2 separate regions of the Rattus norvegicus genome follow, and region 1 is linked to region 2. The links are chromatin contacts, called in public Hi-C maps. All regions are on one chromosome and are shown on one strand. Each heading gives the region's core, a stretch centred on a gene start, on an enhancer-like site or on the middle of the called end of the contact. The rest is flanking DNA. Distances are from core to core; before and after follow the strand shown. Region 1 has its middle 110 kb from the start of Gadd45a. Region 2 holds the start of Mad2l1 (mitotic arrest deficient 2 like 1).

Region 1 (6,104 bases), core at 1,114-3,613, 360 kb after region 2:
TGTACAATTGCAGTTGAAACCTCTAGAAGCAGATTCGGTTATGTACAGCCCAGGACCGTTCAGGCCTCTTTCTTTTTTTTTTTTAATTTTTATTCATTCATTCATTTATTTACTTAGTGTGTGGTGTGTGTATGTGTGTGTTGAGACAGGTCTCGCTGTACAGTCCTGGCTGGCCTGGAACTGGTCTGGAACTAACTTTCTTTCTTTCTTTCTTTCTTTCTTTCTTTCTTTCTTTCTTTCTTTCTTTCTTTCTTTTTAAGATTTATTTATTTTATGTATATGAGTACACTGTCTCTGTCTTCAACACACCAGAAGAGGGCATCGAATCTCATTACAGATAATTGTGAGCCACCATGTGGTTGCTGGGAATTGAACTCAGGACCTCTGGAAGAGCAGCTAGTGCTCTTAACCACTGAGCCATCTCTCCAGCGCACCTGGTACCTTCTAAAGGGAGTTTTGGCAGTGTCTCCTTGGTGCTCAGTGTTGTGGGTATAGCTGTAGGAAGTGAGATTTGACTTCCCCAACACCCTGAGTGTTCGCCATCACCAGCATGTGTTAGGGGTGAACCACTGCCTGGTTGTTCCCATGGTTCTCAGCTTGCCCCTGGACTCTCTCTCAGCTTCTCTTCTACCCGGAGGACCTATGGGTGAGATAGAAGCACTCTCCAGCCTTTTCCAGTCTGCTAAGCAGAGAGCATGCAACTGGGTTGGCTTTTTGATGATTCATGGCTTCTGCTTTGGATAGCTCATCTGGATAAAGCTACCTTACAGATCTCGTCTCTTACAGCAATAGATGATAGTGCAGTATCTTGTGTATGTGCATGTAGAGGCCAAAGGTCAACATTGATGTAGAGGCCAAAGGTCAACATTGAATGTCTTCTTCAGTTGTTCTCCACTTGTCTTCTCATTGACCCTGAAATACACCAATTCAGCTACACTGGTACTGGCTGGCCACTGAGCTCCAGAGATGTGCATGGCCCTGCCCACCAGCCTGGAGTTACAGACTGCACTACCCCACTTCCCCATTTGGCTTTTACATGGCTCCTCAAAGCACTTACCAAATGAGCCATCTCCTTGTTTCCTAGTGCATATTTTCTTGGCAATTTTCTTTCATGGAATTTTATTGCCAAAGCTAATCTGTCAGCATACCCAGAAGTCCTCTCTGCCTGTGTCCTTCACCACTGTACAAAAACACATGCACATGCTTGTGTATGTATGCCTACCAACCAAAGTTTTCATGAGATAACATTCGCTTTTAATGTGTATGTTGTTAAGTATAAACATACATAGAAAACAGTTAAATAGCAAACATGGATTTATTAATATTCAAATGCAGCACAAAAATATACCAAAATGTGTAATTCAAAGTTGAAAATGTTAGTTTTGTCTCTCTGCCTTAATTTCACAGCCATCAGTGGCTTTCAAGACAACCTTAAAACACATGCCTGCCAGGCGCAATGGTGCCTGCCTTTCCTCTCAGCACTTGGGAGGAAGAGACAGACAGATCTTTATGAGTTCAAGGCCAGTCTTGTCTATATATAGTGAATTCCAGACCAGTGAGAGCTACATACTGAGACCCTGCCTCAAAAACTTTTGTTTTCAGAATAAAATCAACTGTGGACACACTTGCCCAGCACACAGTAAGACCTGGGTTTTATCCCTGACCTCAAATGAAAACAAAGCATAGGTCTGTCTGAAGTATCAGTGAGGAGGCATCTATGACCACAGAGTGTGGGCAGGAAACGCAAACAGTAGGCAGCCCAGGTGAAACCCATGGAAGTGGCCTTTGACCTGCTGTGAAAGGTGTCTTGGGGTGGCAGGGCTCAGAGGAAGGAAGTTGGGGAAGGCAGGCAGACAATGCTACTAGCAAACACTTGGCCTCTTGCCGCTGCAGCAGGAGGGAAGGGATGATTTTCCTGCCTAGAATGTCGTGTTGAGAAGCCATTGGATGAAATGCTTGCAAAATAAAACACAAGAAAATCAAAACAAAACCAAAACCCCCACAAAACAAAACACTCTTACCAGCAAAATATGTGTCTACACAATACCAGCAAGACAACAAAAGTGCACTGCAAATCTCTGAGATAGGAGAGAATTGTTGCCAGAATATGTGCTGGACAGGATGAAGGTCGGGGTGATTTGCTCACATTTGCTTAGAGACAAGTAAATTAGGAACTCTTTAATTGCTCACACTGTGGAAATCAAATTGCTTAACTTGTGCAGGTGATAATGCTCTGAAAGATGTAGACAGGTGTGGAATCTGGCTCAGAAGGCTTGCTCCTCCAGTGGGCCTGCCTTTCCCTCCTCCCCACCAAGCTCTGCGTGCTCTCTGCATTCCTTGTGCCTGAGCCCCACCCCACCCCCAGGCTCTGAGCCTTGTGCTGTAGATCCCAGGAGAAGAAAGGTCAGGACTAAGAAAGCTGTCTCAAGCTTGCTTAGCCACCATCCAGCTGACTCAGCCTCCCCCTTCACCTGTGAGTGTACTAATGAGGAGGCTTCTGATTTCACATTCCTCTTCCCCTGCCTGGACCTAGCTCTTATTGTACCTCACCCTCTGGGGTGGCAGTCTGCAAAGTTTGCCTTTTCTTTGCTTGGCTGGGACTCTGCCTCTTCCTCTCTGCAGTCCTTCCACACACCTATAACAAGCTCTTGTGCTGAATAGCCTTCAAGCTACACGATCTGCAAAGCACTTTTCATTCTTTTGTGGTTGGCATTAAGGAAATCCAAAGTGACCCAAAAGAGCAAAAGATAATACATTAGTTTTTTTTTTCTTTTTTCTTTCTCTTTCTTTTGTTGTTGTTGCTGTTATTCAACTTTGTTGTAATGTTTATCTGAGAAATTTTTGGTCAGGTTGTTTCCATAAAAAGTGCTGATTTTTAAAATAGATAACTTAAATCTATCTCTCTCTTCATCTATCCCTCCTTCCTCTCCCTTTGTCACACCATACCTCCTCCTCACCCCCAACCCCAGTGATTCACAAAACGTTCTCCATTCTTCTGGTAGTTTTAGGATGCCCCTAGATCTTCACTATTAAACATAAGTGACCAGTTGAGACAAGCAGCCCTGGGGCCGCTCTTCAACACTGATTGCGCCTGAACAGCAGGTGTTGGGGATAATACTCATTTGGCCTTACCTGTTTTCTGGACAGACTTGGTGATTGTGGCAGCTCCAGCAGCCTTCCTGCCTACAGCTTTGTTGATGTCCACAATAACCAATTCGTTTCATGTCACAGACAGCAAAGTGACCTCCTCAGAAAAGCTCAGAACATGCATGGTGCATGGACTTGCTTGGACCCAACTGATGATAGCTGTATTGGCAGATTTCAAGGATTCAGGGCCATCTTTTCTCTCTCTCTCTCTCTCTCTCTCTCTCTCTCTCTCTCTCTCTCTCTCTTTCTCTCTCTCTCTCTCTCTCTCTCTCTGTATATATGTATAACATGTGTGCAGTTGGAGATGTGTGTATACCATGACACAAATATGGAGAGCAGATGATAATTCTCCAGAATCGGTTCTCTCCTTCCACCATGGGTTCTTGGGGTCAAACCCGTGTCATGAGCCATCTCATCTGCACCATTTTTCAGTGTCTTAGCAGAATGGCCAATCGTTCTTCCTTTCAGATTAGCAAATTAGCAAACAGTGAGAGCTTTATAGGAATCAGTGCAATGACTTGGTCAGCACCAGTTTGGCCTGGATGATTCCGGAAATCACCTGAGTAGTTAAGCCAGCTGTGTTCCCACTGGTGTGTTGCTTTGGCTGTTGCCAGAAATAGTGCCAACCTGAACATTTTTAACGGATGTATTCTTGGCACTGAAGCCCGCACTATCTTCAAGGAAAACTTTACTCTAAGCCCCATGGGACATTTCAACAGATTTTGACTAGATCAAGAGCAACCAGCATATTGACTTTGAGAACCCTAGCCTCCACTTTGCACAGGGACAGTACGAAAGCTCTAATTTTATAACTATCCTGGAAAGGCTGGTAGGAGGAAGCCATCTAAAACTTACAGCAATATGGTTCCATCACTGCCATCTTCATGGGTGACATTCTACCTCTTTCCTGACACTGAGGCCAGACCAGTCAGACTTCAAAATAAAGCCGTCCCTGCAGGACAGTCAAGGGCTTTCTATAACAGTGCCTCCATAGATCATGGCTCCTGTGACAGTAGCAGCCTTTAAATAATTTCTCATCTCTCTTTCCATATACCTGACCTTGAATTACTTGACTACTTCTGCAAACCACTAGACCACCAGGATACAGATACTTACTGTGTCCCTCTGAAGCCCAGGCAGATCATGCTTATCTTGCCTCAACTGGAAGTTTCCAGGATTAAAGAAAGGATGAGGGGAGAGAGACAAGATGTGAAGAAAGAAAAGACAGGAGCCACCAATGTGAAACCACACCTATAGTATAATTTGAAGACAGGAAGAAACTGGTGGATGTCAAGCTTAGAGAAGAAATAGCCTTATATGACTTTTCCTCTCCTATTTTGCTAGAGAAAACAGCCTCACGAAGTTATCACATGAGAGTGGTACCCAGTGCAAGCTTGGCTCTGGTGAAGACAGGGTGTTGTTTCAACCCTTTTCAAGAAGACCTGGGCTCGGTCCTTACTGGGAAGCCATAGCTTAGAAAAGAAAGTCTTGGGCTGGAAAGATGACTCAGTGGTTAAGAGCACTGACTGCTCTTCCACAGGTCCAGAATTCAAATCCCAGCAACCACGTGGTAGCTCACCACCATCCATAAAGGGACCTGATGTCTTCTTCTGCTGTGTCTGAAGACAGCTACAGTGTACTCATATATAATAAATAAATAAATCTTTAAAAAAATAAAATGAAGGGCTGGAGAGATGGCTCAGTGGTTAAGAGCACCGACTGCTCTTCCAGAGGTCCTGAGTTCAAATCCCAGCAACCACATGGTGGCTTACAACCATCTGTAATGGGATCCGATATCCTCTTCTGGTGTGTCTGAAGACAGTGACAGTGTACTTATAAATAAATGAATCTTAAAAAAAACAAAACAAGCTTACCTAGGAAGCGCAAGGCCCTGGGTTCGGTCCCCAGCTCCGAAAAAAAGAACCAAAAAAAAAAAAAAAAAAAAAAACCAAAACAAAAATAAAAACGGGGGCTGGAGAGATGGCTCAGCAGTTAAGAGCACTGACTGCGGACTGACCCTGGACTCTGACCCCATAGGTAGCAATGAATATCCTAGTAAGAGCACCAGTGGAAGGGGAAGCCCTGGGTCCTGCTAAGACTGAACCCCCAGTGAACTAGTCTATGGGGGGAGGGCGGCAATGGTGGGAGGGTTGGGAGGGGAACACCCATAAGGAAGGGGAGGGGGGAGGGGGATGTTTGCCCGGAAACCGGGAAAGGGAATAACACTCGAAATGTATATAAGAAATACTCAAGTTAATTAAAAAAAAAAAAAAAAAAAAGAGCACTGACTGCTCTTCCAGAGGTCATGAGTTCAAATCCCAGCAACTACATGGTGGCTCACAACCATCTGTAACGAGATCCAATGCCCTCCTCTGGTGTGTCTGAAAACAGTGACAGTGTACTCGTCATATATAAAATGAATAAATAAAATCTTAAAATAAATAAATAAATAAAATGAAGAAAGAAAGAAAAGAATGTCTTTAGCTGCACCAGCCTTTGTGTCAGCCAGGCAGAGTGATACCATCTCAGCAGCTCCATGGTGAGTTGTTGTCCACTGCCCCGTGGATGAACCCCAACCTGATAACCTGGCTTGGCCTGAATTTTGGTTGTTGTATTTACTGGATGAGTCAGCTCAGCTCTCCTGACCCTGGCCTGTACTGTAATTAACCTGGCCATCACCATAGTGACTGGGTCAAAAGAGTCCAAAGCCTTTCTCTGACACCTGCCTATTCTTGGATAAATCATCTCATCAAGTATTGCACAAGAAGGTGTTACTCCTATAACAATCCACAACCCTTCCCTGGATTGCATTTTCCATAAAAATGTGAATGTGGTCTACTCCTGCTTAGTCAGTAAACTCCTCTGCATAAGCTCAGAGTCTAAGTCAACTTTGGTTCCCAATTTTCAGTGTGCTGCTGGTGGTGAGTGTTCATATGAACTCTGTGAAAAAGTGGACA
Region 2 (6,148 bases), core at 531-3,030:
AAAGCTCACTGGCATTTTTTTCAAATAAATGTGCTATAAAAGGAGACTAAGCTAGGCAGTCTAAGTTCTCTGATAAATCTGCCACTAACTAGAAACTGGATCTTGAACTGACTCTGTAAGCACTCTAGACCTATTATAATATTGTTTGATTGAGTCTTCAGCCTCAAACTTTCTGTACTTCTAGACTTAGGGGGAAAAACACTTGTTTTTAATACCCTAGTATGAAATAGAAGCCTAATTATTCATCACATACTCTTTATATTTATTGTTTTATTAATAAAATATTGGCTTGTATTGCTTGAACTCTCTTTAGAAAAAAGGCTCAATTTCTATTCTTCCCTGTTCAAACATTCTTTCCCTAAACAATGCATAGCAAGAGTTTACAAAATTGTGAGGCAAAGTAAATTCGAGAAACTGAGTTTTCAAGTATTTTATAGTATTGCTTTTGATAAAAGGGGAGGGAGGTAATGTTAAACCAAGTGGCCAAAAGTTAATAGGTAAGACCATCGAAGATTCCAGATTTTTTTATGTTACTGTGATAAATTAGATTAAGTCCAAACACACTTGGGAAGAAAGAGCTTGGTACCTCAGTTTTATCTATGCCACCATTTCATTCTTCCTCGTATGTCACAATTTCTTTCTCTGATGTATCCCTTATACAACCTCCCTGGCATCTATTTAATTCAGGCTCTAAACTTCTTAAACCTGCACATTACAGTATTTCTAATAGTCAACTGGTTTCAAAATGCAGTCTGAGTACCAGCATTAGAAGCATTTAGGATACTTGGAAGATGTGCTATCTCCTGGACCCAATACACTGTACAATATAAAAACTGTCACATGAATCTCATGTATAATCTTATATGCTCAGGTATAGGCCTTAAATACTCAAAAAGAAACATATGACTAAAAGACTTAAAAGCAGGCTAATTGCAAAGAAAGGAAATCAAGAAGCCCTATCATTTAAATCTGATGTGAACTTATAAAATGTATGTAGTAATAGAAAACTAAAGACATTTCTAAATGATTATTACAGTGTGTGTCTGTGTGTTTGTGTATGTGCATGCGCGCGCGCGCGCGCGCGCGCGCGCGTGTGTGTGTGTGTGTGTGTGTGTGTGCATGTGCCTTGCCTCTCTCCTCCAGACATGTTGCAGACTTGGTGACAAGCATCTTTACTCACTAAGCTTCTGTTCGACCTAGTTCCCCTCATCTTATTTCTCCAGAAAAGTTGCATTTACACACACACACACACACACACACACACACACACACACACACACACACAAAACAAACAAAAAAAAAAATTAGGCTCTCCCAGACTTGAAACTATGCTCAAAGCTGAGCCTGTGCTTCAGGGATGCTCAGACCACGGGTGTGGCAGGTAGGTAACCCCACTACCATCTCAGATCCTCTTCTAGGCCACCTTATCAGAGGTCCCGCCCACTAAGGACCCTCCTGGGTACCAGGAACTGGAACCATACGCCCGAACCACTCTACGCCTGCGCATTCGGTCTGCCAGAGAGGGTGGAGCCAGGGCCGGATACAAGTCGCTTTGGGCGGGACTTAGGGTCAGCTCATCTGCGGTGCAACTGGGCTTACGGCGGAAGTAGCGTTATGGAGCGAAATGTTGAAAAGAGACCCGGTTCCCTAATGTGGGAGGGGCTTAGAAAAAACCGGAAGCATGAGGCGGGCTCAGGAAGGGATTCCGAGTTAAAAGACAGGGTTGGGGCCGGAAACTGGCGACGTAGGTGGGGTTTAAGGCTCGTTGCGCCTGCGCACAGAGCGACCGGCGGGATTCGTAGTTACTTTTGAACCGGGTGGCGGGGAATAGCTAGAGGAGCCATTAGGGCGCCATCTACGGAGGGGTTGACAGTGTTCTCCGTTCGATCTAGTGATGGCACAGCAGCTCGCCCGGGACCAAGGCATCACCCTGCGTGGGAGCGCAGAAATCGTCGCCGAGTTTTTTTGTGAGTGCTGAGCGCGGACCCTGCAGCCAAAGATAAGCTGCCTGGGCCGGGCCTTAGGACGTGTGCTAGAGCGGAACCACCGGATCCTCCCGGGGGCGGGGAACGCAGGCCTGTGCCTCCTGGAATGAAACGGGGCTGGCCTGGGGCATCATCTCACTCGCTCTTTGAAAGCTGGTGGTCTGCGTTGACATCTGAACCACATACTCTGTGTTTACATTTAGCGACCCGGTGAAATTCGACATTGCTGGGTTAAAGGTTTTCCGTGTTGTTTTGTCCCTACTCTGATTTCTGGAAGAGTTTAAAACGTTAATACATGTTTATGGCTTTATTTCTTTCGCTTTCAGCATTTGGCATCAACAGCATTTTGTATCAGCGTGGCATTTATCCGTCGGAAACCTTTACTCGAGTGCAGAAATATGGACTCACCTTGCTTGTAACTACTGACCCCGAGCTCATAAAGTATCTCAATAATGTGGTAGAGCAGCTAAAAGGTAATCACGTTTTGAGTTTTACACCTTACAAGTTTGCATTTGTAAGTGTCCCAAGTAGCTTAAAGCAACAGGCCTTCTCAAATGTGATTCTGAATTGGGAGAAAGCAAGTGATGGAGGGAATTTCCACCTCTTCTGTTTTTTAAGTAGGCTGAATGTCTTGATGTTAGGCATCTTAGAAAAGCTGCTTTAGAAATGGGTTTTATAGGTTAACCAGGTGCAACAAATTGGAAATTTTACCCAATTAAAATGATCTCATCTTTCTGTGTTTTGCTCTGTATCTCCCAATGTAATCTTACAAAATACCAATTCTAAAAGCATTGCAACTACCCTTTTTTCCCCTTTGAGTTTTATGTGTATGGGTGGTTGGTTTGTTTTAATTGTTTTCATTATAGTATTTGTTGCCTTTTTGTTAACTTCAGCATTAAAATGGCCTTTTGGTGACCACCTGAACATGGTTAACTTAACAACTCTCTTTAAGGCCGTTTTGTTTTGTTTTGCTTTTGAGATAGGTCTCTATAGCTCTGGCTGTCCTTGAACTTGCGATGTAGACCAGATTGAACTCAGAAAGATCAGCCTGGGTCTACCCCCTCCGAGTTCTGGGACTAAAAGGCATTTGCCACCGTGCCCAGCTTAAGGCCATACTTTTAAACATTCCTTGCAATTCGTATCCATAATAGAGTATCCATCAACACTTGTGCAAGTTGGGTATGAATTCACAGGCAAAAGAGGTAGGGTTTTTAAGCATAAGATCTGCTTTGAATTCTGGTGTCTGGATCGATCCTCTTTTAATCCCCTTCAGTTCACTTACTACCAAGGATGATAGTTTAAAAACACAAGGCTAATTGGTCATGCTGCTTAAAACACAGTTGTGGCTTTCCTAATTCTTAAAAGTATAGTTTCATTAATTTAACACTTAAGATTTTGTGTAGCATCTTGATTTTTCATAATTCTGTAATTAATTGACTTTATTAAAAAGCATGTACTTTGCAATAGTCTGCATACATATACATACATACATAGATACATATGCACGCCCTTGCCATTTAAAGCCTGTATTTGCCTCTCCTTTGTACATTTAATGTAAAAACAAATCCTTCCCTCACCTACCAGAGTAGTGAGATTTTTCTTGTGCTCTTATACTATCGCTCTGTTCTGACCAGCCACCACAGATGTGACTGGCAGTGGTTAGATTAAAGCCTATGTCCTATGTTCTTTCTGTGAATCGCAGTGAAGTACAAGTTCACGGCTCCGTGATGCACTGGCTTCCACCTACTAGTAATGTGGAGAATTTAAAACTTGATTAAATTGTTAGTGAAGAATTTTCTTCCTTGTGTATGAAAGGAAGGCAAAATACCACTGTGAGGATTTTGTAGGCGGGAAAGTGGGTCTTGAGCAGAGCGTCTCTGCCATAGGTTAGAGAGTAAGAGCTGCCTTGTGTGAGTCTCTGCCATAGCTTAGAGAGTAAGAGCTGCCTTGTGGGAGTGTCTGCCATAGCTTAGAGAGTAAGAGCTGTCTTGTGTGTGTCTCTGCCATAGCTTAGAGTGTAAGAGCTGCCTTGTGTGAGTCCCTGCCATAGGTTAGAGAGTAAGAGCTGCCTTGTGGGGAGTCTCTGCCATAGGTTAGAGAGTAAGAGCTGCCTTGTGTGAGTCTCTGCCATAGCTTAGAGAGTAAGAGCTGCCTTGTGTGAGTCTCTGCCATAGGTTAGAGTGTAAGAGCTGCCTTGTGGGAGTCTCTGCCATAGCTTAGAGTGTAAGAGCTGCCTTGTGTGAGTCCCTGCCATAGGTTAGAGTGTAAGAGCTGCCTTGTGGGAGTCTCTGCCATAGCTTAGAGTGTAAGAGCTGCCTTGTGGGAGTCTCTGCCATAGCTTAGAGTGTAAGAGCTGCCTTGTGTGAGTCTCTGCCATAGCTTAGAGAGTAAGAGCTGCCTTGTGGGAGTCTCTGCCATAGGTTAGAGAGTAAGAGCTGCCTTGTGGGAGTGTCTGCCATAGCTTAGAGTGTAAGAGCTGCCTTGTGGGAGTCTCTGCCATAGCTTAGAGTGTAAGAGCTGCCTTGTGTGTTGCAGAGTGGTTGTACAAGTGCTCCGTTCAGAAACTGGTAGTGGTCATCTCGAATATTGAAAGTGGCGAGGTCCTTGAAAGATGGCAGTTTGATATTGAGTGTGACAAAACGGCCAAAGAAGAAGGGTAAGTATGAACTGAATTGTTCCTGCTTTAATTTGCTTTTGTAATTTCTGTTGCTGCATGAGTTCACATTGTATTGAACTGATATCTTCCAGTTACTGTCTAGGGTATGTTTTTAAAGATACTTTTGTTAGTTTTTGAGGGATTTCTGAGTTCCTCATAAACTGTCAGGGATTATGTGGATAAGATGCTTTTAAGCGTGCTGTCTTTGTGAGATTTGACCTTCATGTTGTGGTTATACCCAAACCTCTTACAATATAATATGAGGGCCATTTAATCCCTGGCTTATACAAGAGATGATCCTAGACTCATTCCTAATTTAGATGAAGCTCTACTGTACTTCATTTAATGCCGTGAAGTTTGTAAACTGAAGTTTGCATGAATTCTACATCAGAAATGCCTACTATGCTAGACATGCACTCTGTATGTTACTATAATGAAGTGCAGTTTGTTTCTGAAATCTCCCATCTGTAGACGTCGTTAGCCTATAAAATATTTTGTATGTAGTTTATTTTACTTGACCCAATCAGGATTTAGATATTTAGATGTTACTTTTTTAAAAATGCCAAAATTCAGGCTGAAAAATGGCTCATTGTTTGGGAGCACTGGCTACTTCTCTAGAGGACCCAGGTTCAATTTCCAGCATCTACATGACAGCTCACAGCTCTCTGTAACTCAGTTTCAGGCAGTCCACAGCTACAGGTATGCATGTGGTACACGTAAATGTGTATGCAGACAAAATGCCAAAATTCTATCAAGATTATGTGTTGGAATCCATTTTCCTTTATATTAAAGACTTACTGACAATATGCTTACTGAGAGTGGTTGAGAAACTTAGTATTCACCATGCACTGAATGACCTGATATCAAGATCAACCCTAAAGGATGATGACAGATGCAGATGTAGTAACCCAAGAATATCGTTAGCCATTGATCTTTAGTCTCCTAATGTAATACTTCTGTATTGTTGGAAGCATTTTGTTCAGATAAATAGTTATCAGTGTGTTTTAATTAACTTAATAAAACCTAGAATGAATAATTTCTTTGATTCTTTTATAGTGTTCGTAGAGAAAAGTCCCAGAAAGCCATACAGGATGAAATCCGTTCAGTGATCAGACAGATCACAGCCACTGTGACATTTCTACCACTGTTGGAGGTTTCTTGTAAGTATTATACAGTCTCTTGACTTAAATCTTCTGGAGAAAGTGTACTTTATCATTGCCTTGTAACATAAAATGGGATATGGGAGGCAGAATATAGCACAAATAAAAAGATGCGTATTCCAGAAAATGTGAAGACGAGGACTGAGGAGATGGCTCAGTGGTAAAGTACATACTGAGCAATTGTCAGGCCCTGCGTTAGGATTCCCACCACCAGGATCCTCCAAGTGGTTGTGATGGCTCACCTATAACCTCAGCCAGAAAGGCAGCAATAGGACCATCAGCAATCCAGCTACTGAAACTGTCCGTATTGGCAAGCTCTCCGCTTGCTTGAGAAGCCATGCTTGGTG

What was found. Hi-C and Micro-C count contacts between places; a contact is called where the count stands out from the background.
Region 1: a Hi-C map of kidney shows a contact between it and region 2, with 4 times the contacts expected there. The contact joins the enhancer-like site here to the promoter of Mad2l1 in region 2. A contact is called at or near these places in 9 of 12 Hi-C or Micro-C datasets (the A7r5 cell line, the Rat2 cell line, Schwann cells and 6 more) and 1 of 1 datasets of contacts at active chromatin or transcription factors (oligodendrocytes).

The regions. Positions count from the first base shown.
Region 1 is chr4:97,597,723-97,603,826 of GRCr8, forward strand. No RefSeq gene overlaps it. Among named protein-coding and RNA genes, the nearest start is that of Gadd45a, 110 kb to the left of the region's middle. Within about 2 kb of position 2,364, at least 7 of the 93 cell types and tissues checked have an H3K27ac peak or open chromatin away from gene starts, as enhancers often do. A contact at or near this core is called in the A7r5 cell line and kidney, where this site is marked.
Region 2 is chr4:97,234,729-97,240,876 of GRCr8, forward strand. Mad2l1 (mitotic arrest deficient 2 like 1) reads left to right here and starts at 1,781. Exons shown (of 6, transcript NM_001106594.1): 1 at 1,781-1,967; 2 at 2,312-2,458; 3 at 4,521-4,641; 4 at 5,698-5,801. The coding sequence starts at 1,895.